Linked DNA regions of Rattus norvegicus: region 1 is linked to region 2. Evidence: chromatin contacts called from public Hi-C data. All regions are on one chromosome and are shown on one strand. The core of a region is the stretch at or near the end of the contact, and the rest is flanking DNA. Distances in the headings are between cores, read along the strand shown.

What was found. A called contact is a pair of places that touch in the nucleus more often than the background predicts.
Region 1: a contact with region 2 is called in a Hi-C map of hepatocytes, with 3 times the contacts expected there. The contact joins the promoter of Rpl3 here to the promoter of Cbx7 in region 2. A contact is called at or near these places in 2 of 12 Hi-C or Micro-C datasets (hepatocytes and mammary epithelial cells).

The regions. Positions count from the first base shown.
Region 1 is chr7:113,505,384-113,511,496 of GRCr8, forward strand. Rpl3 (ribosomal protein L3) reads right to left here and starts at 2,607. Exons shown (of 10, transcript NM_198753.3): 1 at 2,578-2,607; 2 at 1,639-1,831; 3 at 797-965; 4 at 1-54. The coding sequence starts at 2,580. Snord43l1 (small nucleolar RNA, C/D box 43 like 1) reads right to left here and starts at 2,166; the gene lies at 2,103-2,166. It overlaps LOC120094021 (small nucleolar RNA U82P), which reads right to left and starts at 109; the gene lies at 55-109.
Region 2 is chr7:113,355,152-113,361,948 of GRCr8, forward strand. Cbx7 (chromobox 7) reads right to left here and starts at 3,195. Exons shown (of 6, transcript NM_199117.2): 1 at 2,919-3,195; 2 at 1,132-1,175. The coding sequence starts at 2,987.

The DNA.
Region 1 (6,113 bases), core at 1,357-3,856, 150 kb after region 2:
TCATCTTGCCATTTCTTACAGTACTTGGTAAAAGCCTTCTTCTTAGATTTGTGCCTTCAGGAGCAGAGCACAGTTGGGGAAGGGGCCTGGTGCAGGCCTTCATCACCCTTTCGGTGGGCGAGAGGAAGGCAGACTGGCACCATTTGGGGATGGGGCTCTTTGCCGGCTTCTAAGGAGCCTTTTCCACCGGCAAGCGGAGCCTGGATGAAGCTCATCGGGCAGAGCCGAGCGGAGCTGAGCAGAGGTTCACAGGTTAATGTAAGCCACAAATATACACAACACACAATTTTTGCTCCAGGGTACTGAACTTCTTTGTGAGAGGGGCAACATCTCACAGTACTGGGAAACAGGGACCCAGGTCAGAGGCAGGGGACTTAGTACAGACAAGGTTTAAAGGCCAGCATCTAATACTAAGGTCTAAATGCAAAATGATGTGTCTGTTTCCCAGCTGCCCTGCCATTTTTCAGATCCAAAGCTACACTAACACTTCAGCTAACCAACACCCAAGGGTAACACTCAGGTTCTGGCTCAAAAAAAGCCAAGGTCTTAAAAAAACCCTGGGGCTGGAGAGATGGCTCAGTGGTTAAGAGCATCGACTGCTCTTCCAGAGGTCCTGAGTTCAATTCCCAGCAACCACATGGTGGCTCACAACCATCTGTAAAGAGATCTGATGCCCTCTTCTGGTGTATCTGAAGACAGCTACAGTGTACTTGTATATAATAAATAAAAATCTTTAAGACCCATCTCAGTGTCCCTTAATTCTGGGGCAGCCCTTGGGCTGAGTCAAGTTTCTTACCAATTCTTATAGAAACGCCTTTTACACTCATCGCTGATGTGCTCAGCAAATACAGTCTTGAAGGTCCGGAGGCCTCGTGGGGTTTCTACATATCCCACAATACCCACAACCACCATGGGTGGGGTTTCCACAATGGTCACAGCCTCCACAACTTCTTTCTTATTCACCTCTGTAAAGACAGACATAGGCATCAGTGAGGCCACAAATACCCGAGGACTTTGTGTCTACTTTGAAGGGCCTTCTGCCTCTGCACCATTAATACTGGACCTTCCACGACTGCTCTTCTCATCCGGACTCTCCACCAAGTGGAAGCTTCTAACAGTTGAGCCCAAGACACATCAGGAATGCAGCTAATCTAAAGCAGGCAGTACGCCAGGTGCTGACTACCAGCGCTGTAATAGCAGCAAAAGGCCATGTGTTTTCATTTCAGACTGTCTCAAAGCGCAGCTTCGTCACAGGCCTTAGTTCAGGTCTCTTCATAACTTGTCAAACATACAGTTGCTAACTATCTAGAAAAAGTTGCAAGTAGGCAAAAATCAAAGCTCAAGGGATCTCTTTTTTTTGGTTCTTTTTTTCGGAGCTGGGGACCGAACCCAGGGCCTTGCGCTTCCTAGGTAAGCGCTCTACCACTGAGCTAAATCCCCAGCCCCTCAAGGGATCTCTTGAGTCTAATATTGTCTATCCTTTCATAGGACCTGGGTTTGATTCCTAGGTAAATGAGCCTTTGTTCCAGATTAGCACAAAGCACCATCGGATGGAGGTCACCTACTGTTCTTTGCAAATTTACTGTAACTACAGGCATAATTACACACAACCCCAAGTTGGACAAGTTTTGTACATACTAGATCCTGGCCGGTCAACTTCCCGGACAATGTGGGTCATGCCAGCCTTGTACCCTAGGAAGGCTGTGAGGTGAACAGGCTTGGAAGGGTCATCCTTAGGGAAGCTCTTCACTTTTCCACGATGCCGGCTGCTGCGCTTCCGAGGCAAGAAGCCCAAGGACCCATGCCTAGGAGCTGAGAATTTCCTGTGAGACTGAGGTAAAACGGGAGAATCACTAACAATGCTGTGAGAAGACTTTCCCATCTCTTACCATTAAGCAAAAGAGGACTCCACTTTTGTCCTAAGATAGACTGCAACAATACTAAATGCTTTAGTTCTAGAGTTTCAACGAACAACTAAGTGACGATACTAAAATCTCCTAAACAAGTTACCTTTGGGTGAATTTTCAGGAGTCACCACTAAATGGCAACATGGCCGACAAAGGCACAGCCTATTACAAGTAGGCCTCTAGAACTCCCAAAGCCAGATCAGAACATGACAATCAGCACAGAGATTCTGCCCGCCCGTCAAAGGATTCATCATTTGTGGCTTCTGGGAACTCCAGAGATCCTCCTTCCTTTCTTGGAACCACATTCCAAGGTGGATTCGACCAAAGTTGCAAAACGTCTCAGGTTTAGTCAATGCATTCCTGAAAAGCCCACGGCCATCCCTACCAGGCTAACCATGGGCCCAAACCTCGAATAGGCCACAAAATAGCCAGTTCTACTAGAGTCCCTTAGGATTGCGCTCAATCAAATGGCTGTCCCAGAGGCCCAAGTCGGTCCCACACGTTTTCTATAAACCCATTTAGGACCCTGGATATAGGGATGGTCGCGGCCCGTCCACTGACTCCCTAGAATAACCTCTCAGTATTGGTGAGGCCGGGATGGCGCCGATGGTAGGCCGATACAGTCAGGCCAGCGGAAGACTATAGAGGAAAGCATCACAGTCGTACATACCATCTCGCCGCCACACGCCGCCGATAGAGATCGAGCAGGCGCTGGTGCAGGCTATATAAAGCCACTCGATGGCTCCGCCTTCTCAGCGTGCGAACGTGCTGCCGCAGTGGACGTCGGGTCGAAGGGCACGAATGGAACATCATTTTACACACGTTTCCCCGCCCCCTCGGGATTGACAAATAGCGTTTGTACGGAGGGTGGTTGGGTTCAAACTTAGCGAAACGCTTTTGAATGTAATGAATCTACGGCGGTCTGCAGCAGCCAAATTTGATGAGGAAGAAAAATGAAGGCATTGTGTTTCCCGTCACCTCTAGAACGGAATCACACAGTGCTAGTCCCTTCGGTCCCACACAGCAACGAAACAACGGCGTTTTGAAGCAGGCCTAGTGTGATACAACTGACTGTATTGCTCTTGAGAGCTCTTAAGATAGAAAGGCTGAATGAAACTGCTTTTTTTTTTCTAACCAGTGATTTTGATTTGACAATGACTTGCCTTTAATACGCCATGATTTTGGGTACATCTCCCTCGAGTCCTGTCTCTGCCATTTCAGTCCCCAGATGCCGTTCCCGTTCATAATTTTCAGATTTACAAACGTGCGAAGTTTTTTTTTCCCTGTGTGTACGTAAGTGAGCCATGTGCGTCCCTGGCGTTTTCGGAAATCAAAAAACTGTCAGATCCCCCTGGAACTGAAGTTATAGACTGTTGTTAATGCTGTGAACTAAACCCGGTCCCGTGGGATGACAACAAGTTTTCTTTTCTTTCTTTTTTTTTTTTAAGATTTATTTATTCATTTAATGTGTATGAGTACACTGTAGCTGTCTTCAGAAGTACCAGAAGAGGGCATTGGATCCCATTACAGATGGTTGGGAGCCACCACGTGGTTGCTGGGATTTGAACTCAAGACCTCTGGAAGAGCAGTCAGTACTCTTCACCGCTGAGCCATCTCTTCAGCACCCGGCAACAAGTTTTCTTTTTTTTTTTTTTTTTTTTTTTATTACACACCAAGCAACCTTTTATTTGACATAAAGTTCATTTTCAAAATTTAGATATGAAGATCTAAGGTGACTGGAAGTTCTCAGCCATTACTACCGTACCTTAATATGTCTTCTACTCTTCAACAGTCACGAGTTCAGTCGTTCCCATCTGACCCTGCGGTGGCCAAGGCGTGGCGCGGCCTCACATCGTATCGATTTCACATGGTGGCCGGTGAGCTAGCCTTTACCACACTTCTGCAGAGTTGACGGCCTGCGGCCAGCACCATAACCGCCCTTTGTCTCCCGCATCTTGATCGCTCGCAAATAGGGGCCCCAAGTCATTCGCACACTCCTACTACATAGGAGCATCCAAACAGCAGCAAAAGAGGGCAACAAGTTTTCTTAACCACTGAACCATTTCTCCAGATCAAGAATTTTAGTGAATTTATTTTTAGTACAACATAGTTTTATTAAAAAAGAAATTTAAGGGGTTGGGGATTTAGCTCAGTGGTAGAGCGCTTGCCTAGGAAGCACAAGGCCCTGGGTTCCGTCCCCAGCTCCGAAAAAAGAACCAAAAAAAAAAAAAAAAAAAAAAAAGAAATTTAAAAAATTCTGATAGTGGAGGAGCACTACTTAAGGATACTATTCTTAGTAAGTTCTTTTTTAGTTTTATATGTATGAATGTTTTCCTCATTTATGCATGTACACCACTTAAGTGCAGTACTGAAGGGGTCAGAGTACTGGGGAGATTAGAAGAGGGTGTGGGATCCTCTGGAATCAGAGTCACAAATGGTTGTTGTGCTTGGAACTAAACCTTGGTCCTCTGCAAGAGCCCTTAACTACTGAGCCATTCCTCCAGTCCAAAGAAGATTTTTTTCTTTTTTCTTTTTTTTAAAAAGACCTATTTATTTTATGCATATGAGTACACTATAGCTGTCTTCAGACACACCAGAAGAGGGCATCAGATCCCATTACAGATGGTTGTGAACCACCATGTGGTTGCTGGGAATTGAACTCAGGACCTCTGGAAGAGCAGTTGATGCTCTTAACCGCTGAGCCATCTCTCCAGCCCTTTTTTCTTTTTTTAAGATTTGTTTTTTATGGGGCTGGGGATTTAGCTCAGTGGTAGAGTGCTTACCTAGGAAGCGCAAGGCCCTGGGTTCGGTCCCCAGCTCCGAAAAAAAAAAAAAAGAACCAAAAAAAAAAAAAGATTTGTTTTTTATTTATGTGCGAACGCTGTCGCTGTCTTCAGACAAACAAGAAGAGGGCAACGAATCCCATTACAGATGGTTGGGAGCCACCATGTGGTTGCTGAAAATTGAACTCAGGACCTCTAGAAGAGCAGTCAGTGCTCTTAACCACCGAGCCATCTCTCCAGCCTTTCCTTCCTTCTTTCTTTTAAATTTATCTATTTTTATTTTATATGCATTGGTTTTTGCCTGCACATATGTCTGTGTGAGGCTGTCAGAGCTTGGAGTTACAGATAGTTGTTAAGCTGCCACATGTAAGAAGCTGTTGATTTTTGAGTAGGCTCTTTAACTGGACCCAACCAATGAGTCATTTGTGTGAAACGTATTAAAGATTAGTATATTTGAAGTAAACCTGAATTTTGATTGATTACAGTAGCCAAGCTCCATTCAGTTAAAGGAATCAATGACCCCATAATGCAAACCAATCATAATGTTTTATGTTTTAGAAAAACAAAGTAACACCACTTTTGGGGGGATCAGGTTTTGATATTTAATCCTGTTCTCTGTCCACAAATTCTTCCTGGCCACGTGGAAGGCCTCAAGTTCATTGATTCTGTTCTGTCTTCAAGGCTGTCTCCTTTAACAATGAAGACTAAGGACAGGCAAGTTAGTGCAATTTTGGTAGGAGAGGCTGGAGGATCAGTAGGTCAAAGATATCCTTGACTACATGAGACTAGGGGAAGGCTCTTAAACTAATTCTAAAATATGTTTAGAAAAATCAAGTCTTCAAGCTGTGTATAGGGACCACATGCCTTTAATTTCAGCACTTGGAAGGCAGAGCAAGCAGATCTCTGAGAGTTCAAGGCCAACGTGGTCTGTGTAGGTAGCTGCAAGCCAGCCAAAGCTATATAGTAAGACTCAAATAAATAAAATTTAAAATTAACACCTTTAGAAAATTAGGACTTTGGGGATAGAAATTTGACCCAGTTGATATAATATTTGCCTAGCCTGCATGAAGCCCTATGTTTGATACCAAAATCCAGGCATTTGGATACATCTCCCATTCTTTTTTCCTGAGAGACACGGAATGGAACCAGGCAGATGCAGACCCACAGAACAGCTATAAAGAGAAAACACAGACCTTTAGGAATTGTACCATAGCAATTTCCTCCAGTTGAAACATTCTGTCCTGCAAGGGAGGTTCCTAAGTCTCAGAAAGTAAGCAACTCATAAGTCTCAGGAGGTTCCCGAAGCTTACCAGATTCACAGGTTATATGAACTAGGAATTGCTGAGGAGAGACTTTTCTACCTGTAGAGCTGCCTTGGTGCTGTGCAGAGAGCTCCAGGGTTGCCAGTGAGCTTTTGGTGCTG
Region 2 (6,797 bases), core at 1,945-4,444:
GATGGGGTAGAGGGAAAGGTAGACAATGTGTGATGTGCACAGCAGTCATCGGGTACAGCACCTAGAGGCCTGAGGCCCACCTTTCTTGGCTAAGCAGCCTGGGAGAGAAGTGAAAGCCTGGGCCGCCGAACCCCCTTTATGGAGGGGAAAGTTGCACTTGAGGGCTGGCTTCCCCTCTTCCCATCATCCCTCTGTGATATCTCAGGACCCAATTACAGGTCAGCCCTCTACCTCCACCCCTCACCCCCCCCCCCCACTCTCCCATAGGAGAAGAAAAGTCCAGTCCAGAGGTTGTCAGAGCCATCGGGAAAGCAGAGAGGTTTTCCCGGCGGCAGAGCAGGTCATTCACAAGCCAACAGAGAGGTCCTATATCTTGCTTGTTCTCACCAGCACCAAGTCTGTGCTGCGAGGGACTGGTGAAAAGGTTCTTGATTAGGCTTCAGCACCAGAGGCCCACAGGCTGTGCTAGGTGTCAAAGCTAGCTCTCTACCCCACAGCCTTAGGAAAGAACACTAGGGATTCCAAGAAACCTGGAAATGACCAGGCTTCGCTCTGCCTCCCCTCGCTGTGCAACCCAAGGAAAGTTGCCTATTGTCTCCAACTCTGTTTCCTCACCTGAAAAGCTCTGACTCACAGCTACTTAAAAAAGAATGCCTGGTAACTTGTTCTATAGGCAAGGGAGTAGCTTGCAGATCCAAGATGACCCAGGATCTGCCTCTCCCTACACTGAATGCAGTAAGGACTGGGGAGCCACTGCCCAAGGTTCCCCTCTCACCTAGCACTGTACCTGTCCCACATGGGGACCTCTTCACCTGGCCAGCAGCCATTTTGGAAGCCAAGATGCTGGGGCCTTAACTTCATGGCCAGCAGGGGGGCAGGATGCAGGGACAAGCAGGACACACCTTACCAGAGGGGAATTAAGGCCTAGAAAAGCTGATGATTTAGCAATGCTTGCTACAAAAGCAACAGGACCTAAAGCCAGCTTGTTAAGAGGACAACAGGGGCTGGGGATTTAGCTCAGTGGTAGAGCGCTTACCTAGGAAGCGCAAGGCCCTGGGTTCGGTCCCCAGCTCCGGGAAAAAAAAAAAAAAAAAGAGGACAACAGACGGGGGACACACAAAGGAGTCTTACTTGGGGGGCCATCCTTTCCACTTCACCAGATATTCAACTTTGCCCTGTGAAAAGAACAGAGGAGACAGGGTGAGACCCACACACTCTACAACCACCTGCAGGACCTTCTGCAACAATACAGTATCACCAACCTGTGAGCCTCAAGACTGTCAACCTGGAGTCAACGCCCCCCGAACTCGGGCTACTACTCGACATCCCCACAGACCTCCTTGCTGTCCCATGGGAGTGTATCTGGTCCCAGACATCCCTGGAATCCCAAGATAGGGGTTCATGTCACAGAGGGAAACAGGCCATGTGGGAACGTGCATGCAGAATGCGGCTCACACCGTGGCTTAAGTCCCATGCCAAGACCATGATTCCTCACTTTCAAAAACGAAGCCTCAGGTACAGGTTGCCTAGCAGGACCCCATCAAAAGGCGGCAGGCCCTCCACTTGTTAGGAACTGGAGTCTCAAAGGAAAAGGGTCTTTAAATGTCCAGTCCAGCACCGTGCACTGGATGAAACATCAACATAGGAGAACTTTGAGTACCTCATCTCTGATTACCTTGCTGAAGGTTCCCTCCCTAGCACCACACAGTGGACAGCTCTCTATGAGAAGCACCTGGTCTGCCTAAGGCGTCCGACTTTACACATTCATCCTTCGTTCATGCTCCACCCTATTCCTCCAGCTCTGAGAGCGAAAAGGGAGCCCTGGGCTTCAGAGTATCTAGAATACACTGCAACCCCGGCAGGGATTCGGGAGTGCTGACTGAAGGAAGGAGTTCCCTGTTTGACCTACCCCGTGCCCTGCTGGAATAGACATGTCTATACCGGCTTCTGTCTAGTACCATGGAAAGGCAAGGAAAGAAAGCAGCCCTAACCAACAGATAAGCCACCTACCTTGGGTCCAAACCCCTGCTGAGGATGCTACAGCAGGTGCCCCCCTACCTGCACTTCCGTCAAATGAAAAAGGAGCCTCCCAAAGAGATGCGGGGAGAAAAGGAAAGGGGATCCTTCTGTAGATCCAGGACATAACTCTTTTCGTTCACTCTGGGATGAGCCCCTTAGCAAGCACGTGCACAAAAATCGTAGACTTGAGGTCTGGACCGGAAACTGCAGGCTGAGGTATGTGGTCCTGAGCGCGGCAAAACCGCCTCCTTAAATCTCAGGGTGTGTGTGTGTGTGTGTGTGTGTGTGTGTAAGGCCTTGGCAGAGGTGGGAGGAGCTTCGAGGATGCCCCAACAACAGTGGCCCAGGCTTCGGAGCAGCACCCGGCTGGAAGGTTGGGGGAGGGGAGGAATGGGAGAAGAGAAGAAAGGTGTGCCCTGGGGGGTTGGGATCGGGAAGGTCAAAGTCCAACGCGAAAACTTCAGAGGCCACAGGAGACTTTCCCAAAGGTCTGCTGCCAACTTCAAAGGACTTGGTACTAAATATCCAGAGAGCCGAGTTCGAGACTCACTTTGACTCTAACGCACGGGCAAGTTGCTTCTTCAACTTGAGCTTTAGTCTCCTCGGAAGTGAGCGTAAAGGGGACGGGACAGAATGGAGTTCAGGATCTCTAGTCCCATCCTCATCTCCATCCCAGGTGGCCTCGGATGCACCGGCATCTGAGGGCAACAACTTTAACTCTACTGGCCCTACACAGTGGCGGGGAAAGTGGGGAACAGGATGTGGAGACCGGCCAGGCAGCCCAGGGTTCCTAGGTGAACCCCGCACCACTTTCTGCTCTGCCCAACCTGGAGTGGGCGGTGCTGGGGAGCGGGAGGCGACCTCGCCCCGTCCCGGGAGCCGCCCCCGAGCAGCCTCACCTTCCGCACGCGCTTCTTCCGGATGCTCTCCACCGCAAACACCTGCTCGCCTATGGCTGACAGCTCCATGCGGGGCGGCGGGCGAGTGGGCCCCGGACCGGACCGGGCCGGGCCGGGGGTGGAGCTGCGGGGCCGCGGCTGCTGCGCGCGATGCTCGGGACGGCGGGGACCCCGTCAGGCTCGTCCGGGCGCGCACGCGCACGCGCGCACACCTTCTAGTGCTCCCTCACGCCGCCGACGTTCCATTTTTGAACCTGCGCAACGTTTTCCCCAGCGCCAGAGAGCGGGTGCGCGCGCGCGCGCGCGTGCTTCTGAGAGCGCCCAGAGGGTCAGCTCCGCCCCCTCGCTGCCGGAGCCACGCCCCTCTCCTTAACCCCGCCTGCTGGCCAAATTGGGCAGCTGGCAGCAGGTCTGATGCTTCTAGCTTATTTGGGTCTTAGGGTCTAAATGGAGTTGTCTTCTGGACTGGACGCGATCAGTCTCCCCAAGTCTCCCTAATGACTAGGACGGTCGGAACTGATGTGGTCCTGAAGTCGAAAGTAGCAGGCCTGTAATCTCAGCGTTTGGGCAGCTGAGGCAGGAGGATCAAGGCCAGCCTTAGCTATGTAAGACCCTGTCTCAAATAAATACATTGGAATAAGGATTGAAGAGATGGCGCTGCGTTTAAGAGAACTTCTGTTCTGTTAGAGGACCTGGGTTGGTTCCCAACTCACACATTATATATAGTTCACAACCTGGTTCCATGGAATTCCATACTATCCTCTGATACACTCGGTATGCACAATATGCACATACATACATGCAGGCGAGCAACCATTCATCCACGTAAAACATTCAAGAATAAAACAAAACCTTAAAGTTGGAGATAGTACCTCACGCCTTTAATTTCAGCACTCGGGAGGCAAAGCCAGGCGTATCACTATGAGTTCGAGGTCACCTTGGTCTACACAGTGAATTCCAGGGCAGCCAGAAGAACTATGTAGAGATCCTGTCTTAAATAATAAATCTTCTTAAAAATGAAACAAAATGAAAATTGAAAAAAAAAAAAAAACAACCCGTTGTAGGGCCGTATTGCGCAGATAGGAAATAGTCACAGAGTAAAAAAGGTCATTTGTTTCCTTCCATACAAAGGAGACCAGGCAGGGCCGAGACCGTAGCGCGGCAGGAGGGACAGACGCCACAGGTTTTCCACCAGGAGTGCGTAGTCTAGGCAGGCCCGAACAGGTGCCTCTGCGTCCACCGTTCCATGCTTCCACCCATCAACCGGAGCCAGTCTTAGCGGGCGATGCCAAAACGCACGGGTCACACAATCGAGCGCGCTACCCAGAGGCCCCAGGCTAGGCGCAGGTGGAGACCGGCTTGGCCCGCAGCAGATCCCGCCACAGCCTGGACTTCGATGGTTTTCCGCCGCGCCCTTTGGTTTGCTGCACCTTTGCCGGAACTAAGTGTGGAAGGAACGAAGAATTCCTCCCTCCGGACCCAGCACTAAGCCTTTTCAGTTTTCGGCACCCTGGAGGGCAGGTCCGACTCGCCCTTCCCCGCCTCCCTCCCATTTCCTCCTCATTCCTGCGGCTCTGACCTCCTGGATGGTTCTGACCTCCTGGAGGTGACTCAGGTCTTCCCCTTCAACATCACCACCCCCACTGCCTGGATTCTTAGCAACAACCCTCTCCCCAACCAGGCCCTGTGACCCAGTGCGCTTTCTACTACCAGAGCGGACCGAGTCACCCAGTGCACAGAAACATTCCGGGGTTCCCTACTCCTAGAATAAACTCTTAAAACACCTATGGCTGGCGAAGAGAAAAGAAGAGAGAATAGCGCATGGACATCAAGCAAAGGAAGAAGGCAGGGGCTGTGTCCTGTCCCGAGAGAGAATTACCATCATCCGAGAACTGTACATTCCGTGGAAATATCTACTAAGAACAAAGGTACAATGAAGACATTTGCGAATACAGACACTAGAAATTTCCCTATCCCTGAGGGGAATTCCAACCCAAGAACAGGGTAAGGGGGGCGCGGGGAGGGGGCAGGCGGCCGACAGAGAGGTCTGAGGTCTGATGCAATGAGGAAGAGACAATGAAAACACTGAGGGCGAAAATAGCAGAAACCGCGTTTCCCAGAGAAAAACAGACGGGAAATTAACAAGAGGCACGGTAACTGGGGCGAGCGGAGTTCAAGAGCGCTAATATCCTTACACACCCCGGAGCAAAAAAAAAAAAAAAAAAAAAAAAAAAGCAAGAAAAATAAATCAGATAAGTTAAGAATACAAGTTGCCAAGGTTCGAGTAAACACCAAAAGAAGGCAAACTCAGAGGTCGGTGCGGTGCACCAGCGTGGAGGAAAAACACCGAGAAAAGCAACCAAGCAAGAAAAGAGAAAAATGAGCACAGACGATTTAAGTTCAAATGTCCTGTGATTCAGTAAACGTAGGGAACTAATACTAGGGCCAGTTTAAAAAAAAAAAATCAGACTGCATGACATTCCCCAACGGATGCAGTTTGCAGAGATGTTTGAAAAGGAGGGACTGTAAACGCATGGAGGGCAAACAAGAGGGGAAGAAGCTAGCAGAGCTATTTAAATATGAGGGTGAAAAGCATCGCAAAGACAAAGGAAGCCCCTTCTACTAAAGGGCCCACTTTACCAGGAGAATGGTTTCTAATTGGCATGCAAAACACCACAGCTGAAGGGGTGGGGGAAAGGAAGACACCAAAAAAAAAAAAAAAGAAAAAAAGAAAAAGAAAAAAGAAACTGGAATCCACAAATTAGAATGAGAGGTTTTCTGTCTTGTCTTTGTTTTTTTCCGTGTCAGGCTTTCTCTGTGTAGCCCTGGTTGTCCTGGAACTTACTCTGTGGACCAGGCTGGTCTCAAACTTCACAGAGTCTGCCAGCCTCCGCCTCCAGAGTGCTGGGATTTTTATTTTACTTATTTAGGAAAGTCATAACAGTTTTGACAACCCTCCTGGGGAGGGAGGGAATAACCACGAAAAAAAGAGACAAGATGCAACCAGCTGACACCAGCGGTAAGAACGTGAAGAACCTGCAGAGTTGGTGGAAGTCTATACTATGTGGGGAAGCCATTTACAAAAAAGAAAAGAAAAAGAAATCACCCCAATGAGGAACAAAACTTACTGGGCCCCCATCCCTGGTGAGCTAAGTGTGGAATGTGGCGGTCACTGGTTTCCAGTCCCAGGATTACCACCAAGCCCAACTTACGTTTTTAACATCAAAGTAAATTAGGTCTACAAGGGAAGGTACTGAGGGAAAAAACTCTACCACAAATTTCCTCTTTAGTACGGAGCTTCTGGAGCCATATGCTGGAGGTGGATGGCCAGGTAAGTGCAGCCCACTTCCTCAGCACACTGAGCCAGCCAGGAAAAGCAAACACAGAAACCTCCGGCCTCACAATTCCAGTCTGGCTGGTTCAAATCCCTTTGGCTAAAGGACCACCCCTAGGAAGGCGGGCTCACTCTAGGCCAGGCTAAAAGAGACCCACCTTGGTGCAGTAGTTTCCAGACTGTTTGAAACTTTTCCTTGTATTTATGTTTTTTTAAATCTATTTATGTAAATGAGTGCTCTGTTTGCACGTGTGCCTGCAGGACAGAAGAGGGCATCGGATCCCATTACAGATGGTTGTGAGCCACCATGCGGTTGCTGGGATTTGAACTCAGAATCTCTGGAAGAGAAGTCAATGCTCTTAACCGCTGAGCTATCTCTCCAGAACCTCATTTGATACTATTCTTAAGTTTTTATTAATGAAACTAAGAACCCCAAGAAGGGACCCCACTTCCTCCTGTATCAGTATAGCCTGCGTTGGTGACCAGAAGCCACAGTGACTATGGAACACTTGAAAAGTGTGTACCCCAAGAGAGACCTAAAGAGT